Regions from separate parts of the Macaca mulatta genome. Here region 1 is linked to region 2. A link is a contact called in public Hi-C data. All regions are on one chromosome and are shown on one strand. The core of a region is the stretch at or near the end of the contact, and the rest is flanking DNA. Distances in the headings are between cores, read along the strand shown. Region 1 holds the start of IRF9 (interferon regulatory factor 9). Region 2 holds the start of CPNE6 (copine 6).

Evidence for each region. A called contact is a pair of places that touch in the nucleus more often than the background predicts.
Region 1: a contact with region 2 is called in a Hi-C map of fetal cortex germinal zone, with 2.2 times the contacts expected there. The contact joins the promoter of IRF9 here to the promoter of CPNE6 in region 2. A contact is called at or near these places in 4 of 14 Hi-C or Micro-C datasets (blood, fetal cortex germinal zone, fetal cortical plate and 1 more).

Annotation. Positions count from the first base shown.
Region 1 is chr7:97,278,228-97,282,460 of T2T-MMU8v2.0, reverse strand. IRF9 (interferon regulatory factor 9) reads right to left here and starts at 2,762. Exons shown (of 9, transcript NM_001260669.1): 1 at 2,640-2,762; 2 at 1,656-1,836; 3 at 834-1,017; 4 at 473-603; 5 at 26-104. The coding sequence starts at 1,835. RNF31 (ring finger protein 31) reads right to left here. Exons shown (of 22, transcript XM_077940761.1): 20 at 4,020-4,116; 21 at 3,572-3,740; 22 at 3,323-3,462. The coding sequence ends at 3,409.
Region 2 is chr7:97,183,167-97,187,062 of T2T-MMU8v2.0, reverse strand. CPNE6 (copine 6) reads right to left here and starts at 2,550. Exons shown (of 19, transcript XM_015143423.3): 1 at 2,444-2,550; 2 at 2,424-2,442; 3 at 1,812-1,926; 4 at 332-503. The coding sequence starts at 2,470. CARMIL3 (capping protein regulator and myosin 1 linker 3) reads right to left here. Exons shown (of 40, transcript XR_013396131.1): 40 at 3,740-3,896. LOC144330191 (a long non-coding RNA gene) reads left to right here and starts at 1,301. Exons shown (of 3, transcript XR_013396138.1): 1 at 1,301-1,362.

The DNA.
Region 1 (4,233 bases), core at 1,513-4,012, 95 kb before region 2:
ACACAAGAGGCAGGGCAGGTGGTACCTTCCTGTGGCTCAGGGCTGCTGCTGCTGCTGCTCCCGATGTCTGAATGGAGTGCTCCCCCACTGGCCTCCTCCTCCTCCTGCAGACACAGTGTCTTTTTTTTTTTTTTCTTTTTTTGAGACAGAGTTTTGTTCTTGTTGCCCAGGCTGGAGTGCAATGGGGCAATCTCGGCTCACTGCAACCTCCGCCTCCTGGGTTCAAGCGATTCTCCTGCCTCAGCCTCCTGAGTAGCTGGGATTACAGGCAGATGCCACAACACCCAGCTAATTTTTGTATTTTTAGTAGAGACGGGGTTTCACCATGTTGGTCAAGGCTGGTTTCGAACTCCTGACCTCAGGTGATCTGCCCGCCTTGGCCTCCCAAGACACAGTGTCTTTCATTGGCCCACCTCTCCCTCTAGTTACTGTCCTGCCCTCAGGCCCGCCCAGTTCCCTTTCCATCTCTTACATTATTGAGGGATTCCTGGAGTACAGAGGGACTGAGTGTGCAGTTCTGCATGGCACCCTCTTCCTCCTTCCTCTCAGAGGACACAGAACTGTGCTGTCGCTTTGATGGTGATTTCTGAGTCCCTGGCTGGCCTGTGGAATTGTTGAGGGAGACAGAAAGGTCAGGGTCTTGAGCAGGGACAGAGGGTAAGGGAGAGGTCTGAGGCAGTGAAGAATGCGCAAGCCTAGGAAGGGAAACCTGGGTAGCAGCCCCCAAGGGCACGGACAAGGCAGAGCTATGAGAAGCCTGGGGGAAGCCCGCACATCTATCCTTCCTCCCCAGTCTGCTGAGTCTAGGAGTGGTTGGGCAAGGGGAAACCCACCAGAGAAGGTTCCTGGTGGCAGCAGCCGATACACCTTGTAGGGCTCAGCAACATCCATGCGGCCCCTGTTAGGAACCTCCTCAAATTCGGTACTCTTGTTGAGTGCACAGCGCAGGCGAGTCTTCCAGACAGCGGGGCCTCCTGTGTCCCCTTCCTTATACTTTCCCTTAAATATTGCCCAGGCCTAGGAAAGAAAGCAAGGGAAAAAGAGGCAGTGTGTTACAGGCTCCAGCTGCCCCTCCAACAGGACTGGCTTTATGGGCGTGCAGCTCTAAGCTCAGAAGGGATCATGCAGGGTCTGTGCTCTGTGTTGCCATCTTGAAATCCCCAGAATTTTTTTTTTTTTTTTTGAGACAGAGTCTCACTCTGTCGCCAGGCTGGAGTGCAGTGGTACGATCTCGGCTCACTACAGCCTCTGCCTCCCTGGTTCAAGCAATTCTCCTGCCTCAGCCTCCTGAGTAGCTGGGACTACAGGCATGCGCCGCCAGGCCCAGCTAATTTTTGTATTTTTAGTAGAGACGGGGTTTCACCATGTTGGCCAGGATGGTCTTGATCTCTTGACCTCGTGATCCACCCACCTTGGCCTCCCAGAGTGCTGGGATTACAGGCGTGAGCCACTGCGCCTGGCCAAAATCCCCAGAATTTTTGAACAAGGCCTCCACATTTTCATTTTGTACTGGACTCTGCAAATGATGCAGCTAGTTTTCCTCTCCAATGTCTCCCTTGTCTGAAACCCAGGTAGACGCAAGTGCTCGAGGGTGAGTGTACCAGTGTATACACCATCCCTCACGCAGAGGAACAGTGGTTTCCAAGCCCTTTCACCTTGAAGAAGGCAGCATCCTGGTCCTCTCGGAAGTCCTGCTTGCCTGCATGCTTCCAGGGAATCCGGAACATGGTCTTAGCTGTATCATCCCAGCACACTCCGGGGAACTGCCCGCTCTCCACTTGCTCCACCACCCAGTTCCGGAGTTTTCGGGTACAGCGTGCCCTGCCTGATGCCATTCTGGGGGATAAGAGGAGCAGGAAGCGTCAGAACTGACACTTTGGGAGGGAACATCTCCTGAGACCCTGGCCATTGAGACTAGATTCTGGCAACAGGTCCCAGAGATTCCATCCATTTTCTTTTAGCTCTAGACACATTTCAACACTCTATGAGACAGAATTGTTTCCTTTCTGCCATCACTAGCAATGACAAAAAACAAAAACAAAACAAAAACCCAAACATTGTTTTTAGCATTCTAAGCTGTGATACCTGGAAGGAAACCTTGGGCATTGGTCTTAATTTTAGGACTTTTCAGAAATGTATTGTTTAGGAAGTAATTCCTTTGGTGATCATTCCTGGTGAGAGGCCCTGTCTAGATTCCCGAGCATCAGCAGAGGCAGGCTCTGCTGAGATGCATCAGGCCCTTCACCCACTGCCCCACAGCCTACACAACCTAGCCTCTGACCCCCACCCCTCTGCCATCCCCAGGAGTAGGTGGGGCAGGAAGCAGGGGTGGGGGTGGAGCTGCAGCACAAGTGGGCAGGGCCAGACGGCAAGGAAACAAATGGTCCACTGAGGCTGGGGCAATGAGCCTTCTTCCCTGAACAATCCAGCAGGAGGTCCTTCTGACCTTTGCCTACAAGAGTCTGAGGTGCTGGCCTTTGTCAGTCTCATTCTCAGGCTGAATCTCCCACTTCCTGACTTAGAGGTCTTCTGTCTATCCCGCAGTCTAGCAGAGGGACCCCTAGAACCCCCTACCCCCAATCTGGCTGGACTTTCTAGCCCTAGATCCCAGGATGACTCCCATTCTTGGCTGATCTTACCTGAGTTGCTGTCCAGGCTGTTGCAGGGCTCAGACGACCTCAGCTTAACTCCTGGCTGGGCGGCTGATCTCTCCACCCCTTTCTACAGTCCCCACCCTAAGTTTCAGTTCTCCTCCAGGGAGGGCCTTTTCCCAGAAATCACGTGGTCTCAGAGTTGCAGGGAACTGGTGGCCACCAGGGGGCAGCAGCATCTAAGCATCTCACTATCAGGATGCCACTGTCGCAGCAGGGGGTCCTGCTCTACCGGCTCAGCTCCATCCTGGCTCATTCCCCTTCCTCCCTCAGATACTCTTGCTTGTATCTGACCTTCTCTGGGTGACACTGCGGCTTCCCCAGGGAGGCCAGTTTCCTGGAGTCAGGCTTGGGACCTCTGGATTGCTGTGTACACCTGTGCATCTGTGTTCCCCTACAGTGCCCACCTGATACATACTGGGTGACTTCAAATACCAGTCGAATTCGATGAAAGGAAGAAAGGAGGCAGGGAGGGAGGGAGCCCAGGCCACGTGGCTGGATGGGGAGGGCCTCCCTTGACCATCCAGGGTGTCAACTCCTTCCTGGTCCTGAGTCCAGGGAGGGTCAGGCACTAGGTTGCAGGGGGCCCTTTTCAGCAAAGCTCTGTTCACCCCACTCTTTCCCTGGTACCCCTAGATGGTGGCACCAGGAAGAAGGACCACCAAGAAGCCTGGGTGGTAAGATGCCTCTTTATTGGTGCTGGAGCTGTTCCTGAGGGAGTAGGCCATGGGACCCTCATCGGGACCCTTACTCTCAGCTACTTCCTCCTGCGGGGGATACTCTGTCCCAAGGGTACCTCTTCTGTCAGCTTCTGCAGGAGAGAGAAGGTAATGATATTAGGAGCCTGGAGCTCAGACACAGCCTGCACCAGGTGACTTCTGTAGGGTGGGGTCAGAGGTGAGGCTGGGTGGAGGCTATACCTGTAACAAGCGGGCCTGGTAGGCAGGGGGATCCTCTCCAGCCAAAGGCTGGGGGCGTACGTGTAGGTAGCGCTCAGTGGCCGTCTCCAGTTCTTCCACCTCATACAGGGTGGCTGGGTCCAGAGAGTGGGCATTGATGAGGCTCACAAGATACTCTTTGTAGTGTGCCCTGGGGAGAAAAGGGAGCAGAATATTTGTTCTGTTGACTAATATTAACTGAGTGTGTCAACATAGCTGGGCTCTGAGACACTTAGACGAACAAGATTAACAACCCCTGCCTGTGCCCACACTGCATGCTACTATCTATCCATGCCCTTGCCCAGAAAGCCTCCTCCCTTCTACCCACTGCGAGACCTACTGCTCCCAGGGACCCACTTTACTGCCTGGGCATGCCCTCACCACTTCTACCCACCGCCCAACACCATGCCCATGTCCTGCTGACACTCACTGGCACAGGCCAGCATAGCCAGCTGGAGTTTCCTTGCCACAAGCTTCATCCCTGAGCCCATTGGGAACCTCCTTCTGCTCCATTACTCGGCAGCCACCTGAAGGTGAGGGAAGAAGGGAGCCTCTGTTGGGAGGCCAATAACCACAAAGCTCCAGAACTGGGATACTCACAAGGTAGGGAAGGCAGCCTCCAAGGAAGGGACTGAGCACAGCAA
Region 2 (3,896 bases), core at 1,301-3,800:
GACTACCCTAGTCATGCCAGCTCTTCTTGGGCCCCCACGTCCCCAGCAACCAGCTCTTCTCTTCCTAAGCTGATCCCTGAGCTTGGGGTACTGCCTGCCCACTGGACCCTCAGTCCACTGGGCTATCATGAGGCCTTTGGGAGCAACCCCGCTGCCTCTGGGGCAATCTCAGTCCCCTCCGGGACCCCATCTCCAAGGTTACACAAGCGGCCTCGAGAAGGCACTGCAGAGTCCACATATTTCCCTACAAGGCTTTCACTGCTCCCACCCAGCCTCCCTCCTTCCCAAGCTTAACCCAGGTTAGTTAAGGAGAAACCTGAGCTGCTCTCACCTCCACCCACTGCTCATCAGAGTAGAGCTTGAGCAGCACGCAGGGATGGGGTTTGGTGAGTGTGTCTCGGTCCAGGAGGCCATGGCAGGACACCCGCAGCTCCACCCGAGAGGCCCCCAGCGTCATGGTTGGGGGCTCAGGCACCCATCCCATCTCAGGGTCCGACATGTCACTGTGGGGACAGAGCAGGTGTCCTTGACCCTGGAAAGGGAACACCTGCCAGCAGAGAGGGGTCTACCCTCTGGGGTCCCTGGGCCCCACCCCCCTTAACCTTCTTCCCTAGACCCGGGGGCCTCACGAACCTCCTGCTTCCCCTGCCCTCTGCTCAGCTTCACCAGAGCTCTGAGCAGGGGAGGTCAGTGGACCTGAGCCTCCCACTCCTGCACAGAAGCCCTGTGCTGCTGGCCTAGGTATGCATGGATGGGGCTGGAGAGGGCTGAAGGGTTGGGGTGGGGATGTTCCTGGCAGTCTTGGCTCCTAGGCCATCGATTGATCTATACTTTCTGCGGCCTCAGCACCTTCTGCTATTTCCCGACTGGTGTTGGAGCCAGCGCTGCACTCAGTCTTGGCACGAGGGAGCTAAACTAGGGCAAGGGGGTGGGGCAGGGGGTGAAGAGGCCCCTGGAGGTCTGAAGAGGATGGGTCTCAGAAGTGGAGTCTGCAGTGGGCAGGAGACAGGTTGGAAAGTCCCCTGCTGGGGTATCCCTATCCACCCCCTGCCCCCATTCCCCTACTGGCTAGGTGATGGAAAAGGAGGGGTGTGGGCTGGGAGGCAGGACCAGGGCTCTACTGAAAGCTCTTTCAGGCTCCTGGCAGGAGCTCCAACTATGACAAGCCTCACATCCCTCCCCACCTCCCCTGTTTTCACACTTCTTGGCAGCACTGGCACTGTCTCTTAGCGACAGGATTTTTGGGGAGTCGTGGCTCCCTCCATGCTGCCCGTGGGATGCACGCATGCCACCTTCCCCCAGCAGTGCTACCAAGCCTCGGGCTGAAGCAGGCAGGGGTATGCCGGCCCGAGTTCATGGCCGGTCAGTCCATCTATCTGTGTCTGTACAGATCTCAGGGTGAGGCTGTCTGATCTCATGTCATGCTTCCCCGAATGAGTGTGCATTGGTGTGTCTGAGTGCCCCACCTTCCGTGTCAGTCCCCCCATGTTGTGTGTCCGTTTCCAGGAGGGTGTGACAGTTCCTGTACCTCCCTCAGAACTGGGACCTTTCTCTGGCTGGGTATCTACCTCCCCACAATGTGTGCCTTTCTGGATATGTGAGGGAGGGTCTGGGCTGGGGGAGGGAGATCTCTGCTTTCCAGCCACAAGTCTCCCAGTTCTTGGGGGGTCCCTGAGATAGGCAGGGGCTTGTGGTGGTGAAGGGATTGGGCAGGGCTGGGATCTCTCTGTGGGCTCCAGGATACGTTGTTATGGAGACTGGGCCAAGCTGGGCTGGGCTGGGGCTGGGCTGGGGAGGAAGGGTGGGCTCACCTGGGCTCTCGGTCGGGGGCTCCTCTCTCCGGCTCTCTGGCCCTGGCCCTGACTCCCTTGCTGCTCCAGCCGCTGGCGCTGGCTCCAACTCCGGCTCTGCTGCTATTTATGGGGCCTGGATGGGGAGGGGTGGGGGGGGCGCAGCACCAGCTCCCCCCGCATGGATGGATTGGGAGGGAGAAGAGGGAAGGGGCAGGGCCACAGCCTGGGAGGAAGCCACAGAACCAGGGGAAGAGGGCGGGCTAGGGGTGGCTTAGAGGCAGGACCCCTACAGACACAGTGACACACATCTTCCCCTTCACACCACACCCACACCCAGAATTACAGAGATGCGCACATTGCAGTGGTGCATGCATACACATTCACACAGAGAAATGATGGCGACACATGCACCCACGACTCACAGGCTCACACATATCTTGACACACACAGGCGCCAGTACATAAACTCACTGTGACACCATGACAGTTACAGCCCCCGGCCGATACACATTGGGAAACATACCCCTTCTCACATCACTTTCAACATTGTTATACTAGCTAAGGATATCTGCAGTCACATAGACAGGAACACCGGGCTGTCCTTGTCACACATGTACTCACTCACACTAACCCGGAATACAGCAGAATGTAGATCTTCCCGTGCTCCTTAAAAACCATCACGTACCTTGCTGAACGTCATAGCTTTGAGAATGACGTCCAGTTCCCTAGCCACCATTTTATAAGGAGACACAGGAAATGGACATAATTGCTTAAGGACACCCAACCTCATATCCTGGTCACATGAGGGCATGTGCTGAAGGACTGACTCCCAAGGCTTCTTCCCGGTGCCACAATATACCCAACACCCCCGGAGATTCAACCTATACGGCCTTACCCTTGTGGGAGGGGCTGTGCCATGCACAGATCTTAAGGAAACAAAACAAGTCATTACTGGTGAAATTAGTAATTAAGGGAAGTAAGCAGTTGCTTGGGGAGCTGCAAACCACATGTGAAGACGTTTGGGCACATTGTGGTCTGCCATGAGTATGCAAGAGCATTTACTTTCACCCTCCATCCCCTTAAGCTGCTCATGTATTAATGTAGCAGCCATTTATTGAGCATCTCCTGGGTGTCAGGCACTGTGCCAGGTGCTGGGGCTACACAGGTGATTAAGACACAGCCTCTGCCCCTGGGGGAGGCAGATGTATGTGGAACAGAGAGACAGAGAGAGGATAAGCCAATACACATATGCAATTAAGTGTGACAGGTGCAATGTTACGGACCTGCTCAGGATGCAGTGAGAGCACGTTAAGGCAGGGTGCGATATGGATGAGTGGGGAAGCCATCAGGAAGGGCTTCACAGAGAAAGGGCCTTTTGAGTGGGATCTTGAATGCCAAGACAGTATTTGCTAGGACACCATGGGAGGCAGCGACTTTAGTTGTTGACCTCATGCCACAGAGACTTCTGTTCACCTGCAAGCCACTCTGCTATTGAGATTTCTGACTAGTGAGGGTGCCCCCAGGACGACACAACATCATGTAATTCCCCCATTAGTGTGCATGCGCATGTACACACACACACACACACACACACACACACAGGCACGCACTGCTCCCCAGTGTCCCTCTGGTACACTGGGGCTTCCAATCCCATTACACCCCCAAAAGCTGGACAGACATTGGTGTTGGTTTCTGTCCTTTTGGTTCCTTCTCCAGGGAGCTCAGCCCTGACCCTGTGCATAACACCCACCTTGACTTGGGGACTTATCAGTCCCCTTCCCTCGACAGTTCTCTGTTTTTTTCTCCTGCTCCTCTAAGAAGCCCAAGTCTATCCCTGTGGAATGTTTCTCACTTTTCTCCACTGTGGCCAAGCTCCGAGGGTTTGTGGCAAAGGAGCAGAAGGTGGAGGCAGTGAATGGGGAAGATAGCAGAGACTCGAGGCAGGCAGTGATTTTGTTTTTTTATTCTATACAAGTGGGGAGAGAGTCCCTGGGGATAGAGGGACAGAGATCCACCCTCCTGGGGGAGGAGACAAGCCCCCACCCAGAAGCTCTCTGCAGAGAGAGGCATCGAGGCAGGCATTGACAGCCTCCATCTCTCCAGG